3 separate regions of the Hermetia illucens genome follow, and all the other regions are linked to region 1. Evidence: chromatin contacts called from public Hi-C data. All regions are on one chromosome and are shown on one strand. Each heading gives the region's core, a stretch centred on a gene start, on an enhancer-like site or on the middle of the called end of the contact. The rest is flanking DNA. Distances are from core to core; before and after follow the strand shown. Region 1 holds the start of LOC119660761 (prenylated Rab acceptor protein 1). Region 2 holds the start of LOC119660754 (small glutamine-rich tetratricopeptide repeat-containing protein beta). Region 3 holds the start of LOC119661050 (MOB kinase activator-like 3).

Region 1 (2,700 bases), core at 131-2,630:
CCTTACTAAGGTAGGCCTAGATCGGATACCGGTTGTTGCGCCGTTGATGATCATGAAAGATTTTAGAGATAGTTGAAAATGATCTGGAGTAGCTTCAAATTTGTTGTTTTTATTATACATAACAGTACATAGTAAAACATTCTGAAAATAATATTTGTAGATCTCAGCTTTTAGCCGAAAAATAAGATAGTGAATATTTTGGCGCAGTGATGGTCACTCTATCGTTGCATTCATCATACAACCTCGGTTAAAAATCCTTCCATATCCTCTGTAACGATTGCATCAATATTATAAGACGATGCATGCAGCATTATAAGAAAAAGTGAGGCACCTGTTGGAAGAAATAAAGGTAATAAGACGAGAGGAATTCGTTGCAAAAGCATGACATTTACATACCCAATGTCCAAAAGAGAGCCGCTCCAGCTCCTACTAAATATAGGATAGGCGCTGCCATACAGTTAATGATCAGACACTGTTGTGATGTGTTTAACGTTTTCCCAAAAATTGTGAACTGTGTATTAGCCAGTCGAACTTGGTAGCAAGCAAAAAGTACTCCGGCCAAAACAAATAATATCAATGGCGACGTTATTCTAAAAATAGTGACCAGGGGATGGGATTTTTGAATCTTTCCAAAATGCAAGGAAGTCAAAAAAGCAGTTTACTTACAGACAGTATGCCATTAAAATTAGGAACACGCATATGTAATTACTTTGAAAATAACTGAGATTCCGTGTTAATCGATTCATAAGTCGTTGAATACTTGTCGGCTTCTTGAAGTTGTTGACATTAAAAAATTCGGAAACAGGTCGCAGGTCCTTCCGCACTTGTTTAAGTATCTGTCCAATGGATGTTGGCAGTTTCGTTGTTATATTCGAGAAACTAGAATACAAAATAAAGGAGTGATACTATGCTATGAACTATATTATTTTGAGTTTCCGATGTTTTGATATTTAGCAGGACATGCTCCAGAAATCAGTCGTTATCCTGTCTTCACTACTAGTGATTTTCGCCACCAGTTTTTCATATTTCAAACAAATAGAAGCCGGAATGGTTGAGATGAGTTCCGCAGGTAATTCAAATGATTTCCGGATACGTGTGATAACAAACTTGATATCAAGACACAATGATTATATATTCACCTTATTTTTGAATTCGGCTCTGTGGCGCTGCCAATGGCATCCTTAACTGTTGGTCCAGGGACATTCATATTTCCACTAATATCTACGCTAACATCATCCATTTTATGAAAACTTTGAAAATATAAATAATTTGAAAACGCCGGCAGAATCGGCCCCCTAGTCGGTTCTAGATCTACTAGCCTTCAAATAGCTCAGAGTCGACATGTCAGTGCTACGTCAAACAAAACAAAGCTACGCATTCTCTTGTTTAGTAATGACGGAAGGTTTGTTCATGTTTGTGTTGGAATCTATGGGTTACCGGTGTATTCAGATCTATTGCTACTGTATTTAAGTAGATACATTGGAGAGTTTGGTCGTTTTCAATCGATGAAGCTGTTGCTGGAAATAATAATAATAATAATCGTTGGCGCAACAATCCAATTGGATCAGAGCCTTGAAGTGTGTTAGAGCACGTCATTCAAGATCGTAACGGTACAGTATAGGGTAGCAGTACCCTGTAGGAGGCAATGGGGTCAGCATTGCCACTCGCCCGAGATTTATACCCTGATTTAAAGAGAAGATTAGATATAAATTGATATGAATATGCATTGATCTAATGGATCTATTTTCGGTTATATACGGGCTAACAATATATATTATTAACCAAAATAGCAGTGTTGGTAACACTTTCTTGTTTCTCCTCCATACAAGCAATTGCACTTGCAACGAACTGCGAACCCATGATTTGGCTGTCATCCTAGGAAGGGATTTACGATGAAAACAAAATTCAAGTTGCAATAGGAATAACCTTTACATGACGAACCTATTTGAAGGTTCCACTTCTCGATTTTGAAAATAAGTGAAACTTGTCGCTAATCGGTCTAGCTTGGTGTGTTGTGAAAGTTCTGTTGACATAGTTGAAGATTTTTAACATACGTGAAAGTGGACTGCACAAATGTCACAGTGAAAATATAACTATTCTCCCAGTCCGTGAGGAAAGGATATTTTTGAGACGTTGTTTAGCCTTCACCACTGTTGTAATATTTCTCCCTAAGCATTACGTAGCATAATTGTCGTCATTCTATTCGTTTTATCTATTCTGCTGAATCTGAATCATTCTTGCTGTTCTAAGGGTGAAAGCTGGGTCTTTTCTTAAGGCTTAGGTAATGCAATGCTGGAGTGAGGAAAATAAATTTGAATGAAAGCATATAATCTCGATAGCTCGTGAGGTATCACGAGAATTTCAAAATGGATTTGGTTGATATCGATAAAGTCCTAGATGATTTGGAACTGAATGAGGACGAGACGAAGTTCAAAACTCCGGCTAGACATTCCGTCAAAACTAAAGTTTGCCCTGAAGAAACTGAACAACCACAGCCGCAAGTTCAACAGGCATTCGAACCTTTTCCAGTGGTTTCCACAATAGAGGCCAATAACAACAACGAGAAACCCACCAAGTCAAAAAGTTTTGTAAATATAACCAATGTTTTCAGTTGCCTTCATGAATATGTAAACGTTGATATTGAACATATCATCCGCGCCGGAACACCACGTAAACAGGAGCAAGAACTAGGTGATTCTC
Region 2 (2,700 bases), core at 73-2,572, 150 kb before region 1:
GCTTGTTGTTGAAGTGACCATTGAAACTTCTCCGCTTGTTGATCCTGCTATTGTTGAATTTCCATTTCCTCCGCCACCTCCATCGCTTACTATATCATACTTGCTTGCAGTCATTGTAGGATTGGCTGAAATAGAGGAAGCATGCACTCGTCGTGCGCTGACACTTTTATTTCCCTTCTTCGCAATTTTGGTAGTGCTATTGGAAGCTAATGTTTTAAGCCAGACTGTGTTTTTGTTTTGTAGGAGGCTCGTTTGTTTGATTGCGAAGTCCAGACTCAACTATTTCTGCCTTAGTTGTTGCAGTAAGACAAGTGAAGTCAAATACGCCGGAATAAAGCTCTAATGTAGCTCACACGATTATTAGATTTTTACTAAATATTTTGATTGCCTCGACTGATTTCCGAGCGGTTTTGCTTCACTTTGTCATAGCCAAGCAAGGTTTGATGCGCAAATATATGTCTGCCTCTGATATTAGATAATAACCATGAAACTCACATCCATTTAGATCTCACTAATTCTATCTTATAACGTGAAATTTCAAAGAAAACACACAAATAGATTACACCATCAATAAAGTTTATTACTATTACTTTGATGTCTACCTTGACAGATACACGGAATATCGACGCTAGAGTTCGGGAATTATGTTATTCTCTTTTATTCACGCATATATATATATATAATATAGAAGCGCCATCTATTGAAAGTTCCGTTATCTTGTGTTTTGTAGAAATCTAACGATTAAATTTGATCCAACCAATTTCAGATGGTAATGAACGACAATTAGCATAAATATTCTTACTGATATCTGGAAGCCGGACCATAGAAACCTGCATTTATCATTTGAAATAATTAAGAATGGGTATCTGAGTCTAATCAGGATACTAATCCCGGGCGAGCGAAATGCTGACCAAATTGCCTCCTATAGGATACTGTTACGGTCTTGAATGAATTGCTCTAACACACTTCAAGGCCCTAATCTAAATGGATTGTTGCGCCAACAATTATTTTTAATTATTCTTGTTTTTCTTCAGCCTTTGTCTCGTTCACAAGCGGGGTTAGCTCGTCGTGATGGGTTTCCCCATTTGGTTGCATATATCGATATTTCGAGAAACACTTGTTCCCTTCATCAGTGCTACAAGCACAAACACCATGAGATTCCACTTAGCTGCATCGTTTGTTGTTTTATGGAGTCTTGCATTGTCTGTTGTTTCATGGAGTCAGATGTCATTATGCGTCTAAGTTCAACAATTGAACGTATTCACTTTATCTCTTAAGCGATACTAGCGCCATAAAAGAGGAATACACTGTTATTAATGGGAACATCATACTATTAGTTGTCAGATTGCAGCGGAGGTGCGCCTTTCCGACAAGGTATCCTATGTTTATCAATCCTTGTGACATTTGGTGGTCGTTTCCGTTTAGATTTTTTTGAAGAATTAATCTATATAACATTCGTGGACAGTTCTCTCCAAAGCGGTTTATTCACCCCCGGGCCAATATCTATAAATGGGATATTAATCTTTTTCCTAATAAAATTAAATCTAACCAAAAGTTGAAGATCTAAGCGATTTCTATCTGGGAAAAAGATAAGAGTTTCCGTACTAAAATTCGATTATATCCTCGTGGTCGTGTGCATCCTTCCTAATAAGTGAAGATTGCGAACTGGCCAAAGAGGTATCAACAAAATGTCTGCTGAGGACTGTAGGCATTTTGTCAAGTGTTTTCTGGCGTGGCTAAAGAAGCAAGTGAATGAACGCGATTTCGGTTCAGATGTCGTGGAAAGTATAGAGGTAGCCACACAATGCCTAGAGGCTGCTTACGATATTACAAGTGATGCTGAGGGTACAGATGAATCGGGGCAAGGTGCAACTGATGGTGCTGGAAAAATAAGAAAATATCCTGATGTTGATTTATTCGATATGTTTCAGTCAACATGTGTTGACGTTTTGCCAGATCGTAAGGAACGCGCTGAAGAAATTAAAAATGAAGGAAATCGTCTCATGAAGGAGAGTAAATTCAATGAAGCTTTACTGGCGTACAATAAGTATGTGTATCCAGAGTCGGTGCGGACGTTTTTACTGATAATACAATTTTCTACACTTTCTAGGGCAATTAACTTAGATGCCACGAATGCTACGTTCTATTGTAATCGTGCAGCGGCTTACATACGTCTCAGCGAATATGAAAAAGCAATTTCTGATTGTAAACTAGCTTTAGTGTACAATCCTCAATACGGAAAAGCTTACGGAAGGATGGGGTAATCACTATACTATTTCCTGGCCTGTTTCAGATAATCGACTGCAGCTTCTACAGTCGAACCTGACTAACTCGAAATCGAAGGGACCAACAAAAAACTGTGAATTATTCAAAATGGGAGTAGAAAATTCAAGGGACCAAGAGAAAGGCTCGAATTGTCCACGAGTTCGAATTATCCAGGTTCCACTGTATTACCTAAAAGATAGGGTCTTGGCCACAAATCAGACAAATCCTATTTTCACGCTTGTAAAACCGTGTCCTCTCCTAAAACACGAACATTTTCAAAATGGTCTGCGCATGTTTACTAACATGCCGATCTGCTTCATTCTTGCTTCTTCAAACCCCTTTTGAATTTTTTCCATGTCATTCTAGAATTGCTTATTCAAACCTTCGTAAATATGAGGAAGCATGCGATGCGTATCGTAAAGCCATTGAATTGGA
Region 3 (2,700 bases), core at 25-2,524, 220 kb before region 1:
CCTTCGGTGAAATCAGATCGAATTCTTGGACAAAATAGTAGAAATGTTTGTAGCATGTATTCACGTGGGCTTCCTAGTGTAGAAAATAGATCAAATTATTAACTATGACATCAAGTGTGCCTAATACTCACCGCTCCTATATTGACAATTCGATCGAAATGATGGATGTAGACATGGACAAATACTCGAAAAAGCCTAGTGAGAATCTTACGGCACAACGGTAAGAAACTCTTGGGAAAGGGGACGTCTGAAAATTTTACAGTATTAACAGAGGAAGGAATAGGAGGCAAATTTTGCTGTACCTGTTGATACGGGAAACACAGCCTCATTATTTATCTGAGATTCAATCCAATCCATTAATAGCTCTATGTATCTGGGCGCTGGGAGGGGGGTTGGCTTTTTGAATCTGTAAAAATACTATTAGCTCTCACAGACCAAAAGTACTCAATAGCTCTCATACGTTTCACCGTCCGCCCAAAGGTATTCATATCTCGATCCACCTGACATAGTCGGACAAACAGTTTCGTTACAATATTCAGATACCGTCCCATAAATAAGATTGATCCGATTGAAAAAGTCTACAACTGGTGTAATCAGATATAAAAACGGATATCAGTACATCAATTTACAGCCACTTGAATAACAAAACTAACCATGCACTGCCATCCAATCATTCATATTCTCACCGGGCGGAAGTTTTACCACCTGCCGTAGATTGATACCTGATTCCAAGCTGGCCTGAGCCTGCTTATGCAAGGAATATCGAATAGTTCCGGCAGTGAATCGTTTCTTTGGTCGAAATGTCTAGAATTGACGATAGAGCCAAGAATATTCAGAGATTAAAGGTATGTTTGTTTACCTTGCCTTTCTGGAAAAACTCCAGAAATCCATTCAGAGCCATTTTTCAAGTGTGGCTTGAGACCTATAGCAGAAGGAGCATATAGTACGCCTGGTCAATAATCCTATTTGGTGTGTACAGCTTTCTTGGTTTATACAGTTTAATCCACTGCCCGACAATATTAAATGCTGAACTTTCATTACTCTTCGTTTTTCAAATGCACTATGTCAGCCGATTGGTCGTCATTTTGCCAATTGAAGTCGCCTTTTCTTGAACTATTGTAAAAATTTAGGCAAAATTCACCAAACACTCCTCCGACTTTGCGACTGTTTGCTGCGTATGGAATATATCGCCATTGGAGCAATCAATGTCACAAACCCTTTGGAAAACTTGTGTTAACAAATCACCGTCTGTCATACTGACATTCGATGAGAGAGCCGACTGGCGGAGTTCCTTGGGAACAGCTGTGTGACTCACAGAAGCGAAAGTGTTCTCTGCTTTACGTAAACGGCAATCAAAATAGAAGAAGCGAGCCCTCTGGCAGGGGAAAAACAATAACCTTTCCCGCAGGCACAAGCGAACTATCGCCTGATATAAAGCAACGGTCCACTAACAATTCTCAACAAAATAGACCCTTGTATAGATATAAAGAAGGACTATTTTCAAAGCATCACAATCTCAATACAAAAGATTGAGAAAAACGATAAAATTTCGCCCAGTCTCCCTATTAAACGTTCCTTTCAAAATTGTCAACACAATAGTTAAGACCAAGATCTCCTACGCTTCACAGAGAGGCAAGTCCACATCACATTGTTTCAATGACTGAAAGAAATTGCTGTAAAAAAAGGCCTGCAAACACCCACGGCTGCCGTTATAGGTCTAGAAAATGCCTTTGAATTAGTTGACCTAAACATCCTCGCAGCTCAGACCAAACTAGAGTCGACGCTCAGTACTCAAACTGGATCACGAACTTCCTCAGATAGATTACGAAATCTCATCTGCAACCAACATGCTAAGATCCATACACAGCAAACTAGTTGCTTCCAACAATAAATTTGTAAAGAAAGCCCTTGGGGTTACTTGCACAACCCACACCCACACTCTCTACGTTCTAGCTAAGTACACGGCAGAACTCCTCGCAGCAAAAGAAATTGCGAAAAGGATCCTCTCCATTGAGAACTTCAAAGAATCACTGGGCACCGTAGCCTACCTCACAAGTACCAGTTATGGACAATGCCACTTTTAACCTTTAATTCACGATCATAGATATTGGCAGAAAAATAACCCGGAAGGCTCCATTTTTGATCTTTATTTTTTTATTTCAATATCAAAGTTGAACAAACTGAACAAATCCTTATCAAACTCAGTATTCATATCTTACAGATTTCAATAAATTAACAAAATATGCAAAAAAAATTTATTAATGAAAAAAAAATGCTCCTACTTCTTCAACAATCTTTGATCTCCCACCCCGTCGCAGCGTTGGAACACTTTATTAAGGAGACAATTAAGATATTTCTCATCATGATCCAATGGTGATCCTTTTGGATTCTCCAACAATATAGTAAATTTCTTCCCGTCGAATTCATAATTATTAAATTTACAAACTGGCACAGCGTGAGCAGCGTTAACATTTTCGACACGTGGTTCGCTTTTCGTAATTCCAGAAGTTTTGCGCACAAGGACAACTTTGGACTGGACATCTGGCAAATTCGTGATGATCTTCTTGTTGCATTCCAGTGTAAACTCGATACCGTAAAGTCCAAATAATCTGCGAATCTCAGATTTGAACTCCTCCAGGCTTAGTGCCTTTCCATCGGGATGTTGTAGTAAAATCATCCCTTCTCGGCCGCTTTGATATC

Evidence for each region. Hi-C and Micro-C count contacts between places; a contact is called where the count stands out from the background.
Region 2: a Hi-C map of an unstated tissue shows a contact between it and region 1, with 3 times the contacts expected there. The contact joins the promoter of LOC119660754 here to the promoter of LOC119660761 in region 1. A contact is called at or near these places in 2 of 2 Hi-C or Micro-C datasets (an unstated tissue and whole body).
Region 3: a Hi-C map of an unstated tissue shows a contact between it and region 1, with 5 times the contacts expected there. The contact joins the promoter of LOC119661050 here to the promoter of LOC119660761 in region 1. A contact is called at or near these places in 2 of 2 Hi-C or Micro-C datasets (an unstated tissue and whole body).

Annotation. Positions count from the first base shown.
Region 1 is chr7:13,825,830-13,828,529 of iHerIll2.2.curated.20191125, reverse strand. It overlaps LOC119660761 (prenylated Rab acceptor protein 1), which reads right to left and starts at 1,380. Exons shown (of 4, transcript XM_038069527.1): 1 at 1,140-1,380; 2 at 667-879; 3 at 397-590; 4 at 90-331. The coding sequence starts at 1,240. The coding sequence ends at 234. It overlaps LOC119660738 (zinc finger FYVE domain-containing protein 9), which reads left to right and starts at 1,496. Exons shown (of 9, transcript XM_038069438.1): 1 at 1,496-2,700. The coding sequence starts at 2,367.
Region 2 is chr7:13,976,254-13,978,953 of iHerIll2.2.curated.20191125, reverse strand. It overlaps LOC119660754 (small glutamine-rich tetratricopeptide repeat-containing protein beta), which reads left to right and starts at 1,322. Exons shown (of 4, transcript XM_038069516.1): 1 at 1,322-2,047; 2 at 2,111-2,260; 3 at 2,632-2,700. The coding sequence starts at 1,689. LOC119660746 (mesoderm induction early response protein 1) reads right to left here and starts at 893. Exons shown (of 5, transcript XM_038069474.1): 1 at 496-893; 2 at 1-125. The coding sequence starts at 114.
Region 3 is chr7:14,045,647-14,048,346 of iHerIll2.2.curated.20191125, reverse strand. It overlaps LOC119661050 (MOB kinase activator-like 3), which reads right to left and starts at 1,274. Exons shown (of 6, transcript XM_038070253.1): 1 at 860-1,274; 2 at 654-804; 3 at 461-584; 4 at 303-406; 5 at 132-247; 6 at 1-73. The coding sequence starts at 901. LOC119661041 (isoleucine--tRNA ligase, cytoplasmic) reads right to left here. Exons shown (of 3, transcript XM_038070232.1): 3 at 2,133-2,700. The coding sequence ends at 2,279.